Linked DNA regions of Mus musculus: region 1 is linked to region 2. Evidence: chromatin contacts called from public HiChIP or PLAC-seq data. All regions are on one chromosome and are shown on one strand. The core of a region is the stretch at or near the end of the contact, and the rest is flanking DNA. Distances in the headings are between cores, read along the strand shown. Region 1 overlaps Sppl3 (signal peptide peptidase 3). Region 2 holds the start of Hnf1a (HNF1 homeobox A).

The links. HiChIP or PLAC-seq counts read pairs in DNA pulled down with a chosen protein or histone mark.
Region 1: a contact with region 2 is called in an H3K4me3 HiChIP or PLAC-seq map of embryonic stem cells, with 77 read pairs. The contact joins the enhancer-like site here to the promoter of Hnf1a in region 2. A contact is called at or near these places in 7 of 39 promoter capture datasets (embryonic stem cells, epiblast stem cells, hematopoietic stem and progenitor cells and 4 more), 3 of 15 datasets of contacts at CTCF or cohesin (CD8 T cells, the G1E-ER4 cell line and the NIH/3T3 cell line), 8 of 484 Hi-C or Micro-C datasets (8-cell embryo, CD8 T cells, bone marrow-derived macrophages and 2 more), 20 of 115 datasets of contacts at active chromatin or transcription factors (the 230-238 cell line, CD8 T cells, the HPC-7 cell line and 9 more) and 4 of 9 other capture datasets (adipose tissue, embryonic stem cells, liver and 1 more).

Annotation. Positions count from the first base shown.
Region 1 is chr5:115,048,338-115,051,722 of GRCm38.p6, reverse strand. All of the region lies in intron 1 of Sppl3 (signal peptide peptidase 3), which reads right to left. Among named protein-coding and RNA genes, the nearest start is that of Sppl3, 39 kb to the right of the region's middle. Within about 2 kb of position 1,857, at least 31 of the 459 cell types and tissues checked have an H3K27ac peak or open chromatin away from gene starts, as enhancers often do. A contact at or near this core is called in 8-cell embryo, double positive thymocytes, embryonic stem cells and 1 more, where this site is marked.
Region 2 is chr5:114,969,146-114,972,373 of GRCm38.p6, reverse strand. Hnf1a (HNF1 homeobox A) reads left to right here and starts at 1,312. Exons shown (of 10, transcript NM_009327.3): 1 at 1,312-1,855. The coding sequence starts at 1,530. It overlaps Hnf1aos1 (a long non-coding RNA gene), which reads right to left. Exons shown (of 6, transcript XR_878697.3): 1 at 2,337-3,228.

The DNA.
Region 1 (3,385 bases), core at 608-3,107, 79 kb before region 2:
CAGGGTTCTCTAGAGGAATAGGACTATTAGAATGAATTTGTAACACATATAAAAGTTAATTTATTAGAGTGGCTTACAGGCTGTGACCTAGCTAGTCCACCAATGGTTTTCCTGATGTTTCTATTGCTTGTATGTTTTTTATCAGATAATTAAAAAGTTGAAGAGGAATGTCACATGAACAGTTTTAATCACCCTTCTATTGCTGTGAAGAAACAACTGAAAGAAGAAAACATTTACTTGGGAGGAGGGAGGGAGAGGAGATATGGCCCCTCCAGTTCCATTCCCAATGACACACCTTCACCAACAAGGCCACGCCTCCTGATCCTTCCAAACAGTTCATCAACTGAGAACTAAGCATGCAAAGATATGACCGTATGGGAGCCGCTCTCATCCAAGCCATAACAAATACTCAACAAGGGAGTATCTGAGACTCAAGTTCAATAAAGCCACCTCCATTTCTAAGGTCACCTCCCATTCACCAGATCTAAAACCAAGAAGATCTCCTGTCTTCTTAAAGGAACTAATATCTGCTATAAACTCCAATTAGTAAAATTGCTTCTGGCCAGCGTTCCATCTTTCCTTATGTACCCTGCACCCTTGTTCAAGCTATCAGGTAGGACAACTGAGGGAGAGAGAGCAGGGAAGACAGAGAGGAAGAGCCACTGAAGCTTCCTTGTTGTGCACGGGCCTGGTGCTGTTCTTGGGAACCAATCCCCTAATGAATAAAGGAGCCAATCACTGGGTGAGTAGGCGGGACTTCGGGGTTGGAAGGAGGAAGAGTAGAAGCAGGAGAGTTATGGCCTTTTGGAACGGGGACAGCATAAGGGTAGGATGTAGCTGCTAGAGTTTCCCAGTATCATGGTGCAAGGATTCGCCACTGGAGGAATCAGATTTTAATAAGGCTACAAGATTAGATTTTAGTTGTTGTGCCTAGAGATTGAGTTACCATTGTTTCTGAACTAAGTTTGTATTGCGTTTTCCTTCATGCAGCCACTCATCTGGGTTCAAGAGAAAAAGGTATGGCGGCAAAGTGTGGGTTTGCCTGAGGTGCACCATAAAGGCCATGTGAGATTTGAAGCATGGGTTTGGCATGGTAGCAGCCCCTTGGGTGGGAACTGGGAGCAATGTGGGGCTCCTCTCCTCCTGTGTGCTGGAGTTGGCTCACCTCATCTCCCTGACATCCTGTCAGATAGAGGCTCCACCAGCTCCAGCTCCAAGAGGCCATGCTCTAACCAGCCACAACTCCCAACTAACTCAACCTTAGCTGGGACCAGTAAGTATCATGATCAAACTATGCCTTCTAGGGTGGGGGACTGAGCCTGGTTGTAGGGCTCTGGGCTAGCACCGGTGAAGTCCCAAGTTAGTCCTCAAGATCACAAGAACAACAAAATGGAAAGCCAGCCTGGGATAAAATGCTACAATGTCTCCACCAGATAAACACTGGTGAGCAGAGTGTATGACTCTTCCATTTCTATATAAAACCAACAATGTCACTTAAAGAATAAGTAAAAGTTGTGAACATGCTCTTCCTGGAGAAGAGACTGCAACAGCAAGGGAGTACATGGAGATGATGAAGCATCACTTGTATCTAACTAATAAAATGAACAGTAAAACACACCTTTAATAAGCAGGTGGATCTCCTGAGTTCGAGGCCACCCTGGTCTACACAGTGAGTCCCAGGACAGCCAGGGCTACACAGAGAAACCCTGTCTTTAAAAAAAGGGAGGGCTACAGATTTAGCTCATGGCAGAGCCCTGAGCTTGAGGAATGGGGTGGGGCGGGGTAGGGTGGGGTGGGGTGGGGTGGGGCAGGAAAGAGAATCACAGTCAGCTAAGATTCGACTTTAAACTCAGGTTAAAGGAGACAAAGGCAGTGCCATGGCCATAAAGATGGCTCGGTGGATGAAGCTCCTGCTGCTGCGGAACCAGACTGATCTAAGTTTGAGCTCCTTTACTCACAGGGCAGAAGGAGAGAACCAACTGCTCCAAGCTGTCCTCTGACCTCCCCACGTGTACAGTGATGGGAGCATGTCTGCACTTACACACATACATCATACACATACACACAATAACAAGTAAGTAAGTAAACAAATGGGAATCTGCCAGGCATTGGTAGAGTGTGTGCCTAGCACACACAAAGCTCTGGGTTCTCTAGCCTATACTACCTAAATCAGGCAAGGTAGGAAACACCTATAATTCAGCAGCACGTGGGAGACATGGGCAGAAAGATCACAAGTTCAAAGCCACTTCTGAGCCCAGTCTGTAACACATGAGAACCTTTTTCAGGCCCCACCCCACAGAGACAGACACACTCACAGAAACAGTCACACAGAGACAGACAGGAGAGACAGAGTCACATACACAGAGACTGACACACACTGAAGAAGGCTGAGATCTAAACCTCTGATCCCATTCTACTGTCACTTTCACAGCAAAGTTTAACACTTCATTTAAAAAAAAATCCTAAGAAAATGCTTTCCAGGGGCTGGTGAGATGGCTCAGTGGTTAAGAGCACTGACTGATCTTCCGAAGGTACTGAGTTTAAATCCCAACAACCACATAATGAGATCTGGTGCCCTCTTCCGGGGTGTCTGACATATAATAAATAAATATTTTTTTTAAATGCTTTCCTAGTTTCAATTTCTTGCCTAAAAGTCTCTTTCCTTCTTTTACCTCTTAAAAGATATGTTCTGAAAAGCTAAAAATATCCTAGAATACAATATCCTTACATGTCTTACCTGAAACACAACACAATTTGTGTGGTCGTCCAATATTAGCAACACAGACTCCAAAACTATGTCCACAAGCCCCCTCTATTTGAAGAGCACAAAGACAGCTGGCCTAGGACAACGAGAGAGGTGAATGATCCTCACGGGCTATCAGCCTGTCACCTGAAGGCAGCTTCCACTTGTTCCACAAATACTACAGATACCTTGGGAATCCTCACCATAGCTGATGCTCTAACTCTGGCAACCTGCCTTGCAACACAAGTGCTTTATGTGCAGCTGCCATTGCAGAAGGCAGCTAATCATCATGTTCTACTTCTTACTTTTTATAGGATTTCAAACTAATCCACATTTCAAAAACGAAGAAAACACTCATCACAGATACAGACAGACGTCTGTACCGTCATATACACAGTATGTATCCTAGATTGCCTCCAAGGTTGGCCACTAAGGACACAGTCTACTCTTCCACACACCTGGGCTCCCAATGTTCCCATCAACAGGCAGACAGTCTTCCTTCCCCTTGGAACCTGGGCTTCTTCGCTTTGTGCTCCTTGTGGTTATATTCATTCAGAGCCTAGGCAGATGCCATTTTTGTTTACTTGGAGCCCTGAGCTGACAGGTAAGGACGTTCAGGCTCTACAGACAGAGGAAAAGATA
Region 2 (3,228 bases), core at 63-2,562:
ATAGGAATGGGCTGCTCAGGAGAACAGTTTCTTTAGGATGATGAAAGTGTTTTAAATTGATCGATTGGTGCGCTGCATGCTGGGATATGCTTATGGCTGCTAACAGCTGCTGCATTTCAAAAGGCAAGAGGGCTGGGCAGGTGACAAGTCAGACTGCCTGGGTTCCACAGAGTGGAAGAGAGAGATAGCTGATTCCTGCAGTTGTTCCCCGACCTCCACACCCAAGCTGTCACACATACACACACTCTCGGGAACACACACACACACACAAAAAGATTTAAAAAATATATAAATGCTTTCATTAGGTAATACTGACAAAAGTAATACTTGAGAAAAATTAAAATGGTGTATTTGGGGCTGGGGTTCTGGCTCTTGGTAGAGCCCTTGCCTTGAGTATACAAGGCCCTGGGTTTGACCCCAGCAAGACTAAAAACTGGCTGTGGTACGGGTCTGTAATTCCAGCACTTGGGAGCTAGAGGTAGGAAAATCAGGAGTTCAAGGTCAGCCTGAACTACATCGTAAGACTGTCTCAAACAAACAAACAAACAAACAAACAAAAAACCCCAATACATATGTGTGCGTGCACAGACACAGAGAGATACACACACATACACACACACATAGATTAGATATACACACACATAAAATTAGATACACAGACACATACAAGACACAGAGACATACACAAACATAGATTAGTTATACACACACATATAGATTAGATACACAGATACACACAGACACACACACACACACAGACACACACACACAGGACACACACACACACACACGTTCTGGTTCGGATCACACAATGATAGGATGCAATACATTATAACCCAGTATCCTCAACACAGAAGTCTGAAGTGCTAAGACAACAGGGGTTTTTCCCCCCCTGGGAAGTCTGATGTTGGGCTAGGACTGAGGGTGCAGTGACCCACTCCAGGAAATGTGACCTGATTCTGCCCTGGAGAACCGGCCCAGTGGCCCAGAGCTTCCTGCTGTCCCAGCGGCCCAAAGAAACAGGCTTTTAAAGTTCTCCTGTGCCAGGCTGAAAGCATCCTGGAGAGTGGGACCCAGCGCCGCACCCAGAGGCCTCCTGGCTCCTGCTGCCTCTAGCCCTGCGCCCCTGGCCCCTCTCCACCTCCCCCACCCTCCCTTCTGCTCACTCCCAATTGCAGGCCATGACTCCCGGTCCCGGTCCCTCTCACCCGCCATGAGGCCTGCACTTGCAAGGCTGAAGTCCAAAGTTCAGTCCCTTCGCTAAGCGCACGGATAAATATGAACCTTGGAGAATTTCCCCAGCTCCAATGTAAACAGAGCAGGCAGGGGCCCTGATTCACTGGCCGCTGGGGCCAGGGTTGGGGGCTGGGGGTGCCCACAGAGCTTGACTAGTGGGATTTGGGGGGGCAGTGGGTGCAGCGAGCCCGGTCCGTTGACTGCCAGCCTGCCGGCAGGTAGACACCGGCCGTGGGTGGGGGAGGCGGCTAGCTCAGTGGCCTTGGGCCGCGTGGCCTGGTGGCAGCGGAGCCATGGTTTCTAAGCTGAGCCAGCTGCAGACGGAGCTCCTGGCTGCCCTGCTCGAGTCTGGCCTGAGCAAAGAGGCCCTGATCCAGGCCTTGGGGGAGCCAGGGCCCTACCTGATGGTTGGAGAGGGTCCCCTGGACAAGGGGGAGTCCTGCGGTGGGAGTCGAGGGGACCTGACCGAGTTGCCTAATGGCCTTGGAGAAACGCGTGGCTCTGAAGATGACACGGATGACGATGGGGAAGACTTCGCGCCACCCATTCTGAAAGAGCTGGAGAACCTCAGCCCAGAGGAGGCAGCCCACCAGAAAGCCGTGGTGGAGTCACTTCTTCAGTAAGGACCCCAACCTGTCCCCAGCACCCAGGAAGGAACTCATAGCGCCCCATTCTATGCTCCTGGCAAGCTTCACTTCCCGTCTAGGGGGCCTTAGGAGCTGTGGTCTTCAGGCTGGTGGTTAAGGGCTTCTTGCCGAACCTACCCCTCTGTTTGGCCCTACATACCCCGTATCCGTGGGCCACCTGTTTGCAGTCCGGCCTTTAGGAAACAGGGACAGGCCTGAGGTCACTTTGAAACAGAGGACAAAGGAAAGCCAGCCCCAAGAAAATGGTTGGAGAACTAGTGGGTGGTAGAAATCCTTCCCCAGTGTGGTCGTTTGTGCTCCCACAAATTCCACCTTCTTGGCTGGGGGGGGGGTCAGATCCAGGTTTGGGGCCCCAAAAGCCCCTGAGGAGGCCGGGCTGATGTTGGGCTTTTAGGGGATTTCCTGATCCGCCAGGGCCTTAAGCATCTGGCAGGGTACGCTTGGGTTTCTTACCTGGGGCAGATGGAGCTGAAGGTGGCAGTTTCCCTGCATGGCCAGGTGCTGCTTGCCCCTGACCCCAGCCTGGTCAGATAGCAGGGTTAGAGGCCTCCCCATACCAGACCCCCCTCTTCTGTTGTCTGGCTCCCCATCTCCTGGAGTGCTGAGTGGGTCCCGATTTCAATGCCTCCCCCGTCTCTCTCCTCAGCAAAGCCGTTCTGGTTACTAATTACCCACGCACGCCATTATTTCTTTTGTTTTATAAATTTATAAATAGCAAAAGGCTCTGATAAGGCCTGTGATCATTAACTTGTCGGGACGGTGGCGGGGAGATGCCCATTTGGGGGTGGAGAACGAACAGGAACACCAAAGTGAGGGAAAGGTAGCTTGGGGGCTGTGGGGAGTACTACCACCCCCAATTCCCCAAGCCTCCACAGTTTCCCTGAGATTATCGCCCGGCACGCTATTTTCTGTAGGGATTTCTGCTGTGCCTAAATCCCCATAATATAGAGATAACCGCCCCCCCAGAAGGAAGTGGTTAATAAACACGCTTTACAGTAGGGAAACTGAGGCTTAGACAGGGAAGGCGCCGTGGAGGGGCCTGAGGGCTGGCTGAGGAGTTTGGGGACAGTCTCACAAGAATACTCCAGAGGCAGCCTTTTTTCTGTCCAAGGTCCTGATTCTGACTTGGGGTGGGGGAGGGCTGGTGGATCCCGGCATTTCTGGAAGTGTCCAGAAGCCTCCCTGGGCCTTGGGCAAGGGGCAGAGGAGCAGTCAGGCCCCCTGACTTGGCAGAAAGTGGAGGGCAAAGGGCTGCCTCACCGCAGGGGAGGGGCAAAGGGCCGAGTATTGCCAGAACCAGGGCACAAGAAACCTGGATAGGGTGGAGCTGGGCCTGACCTGTCTT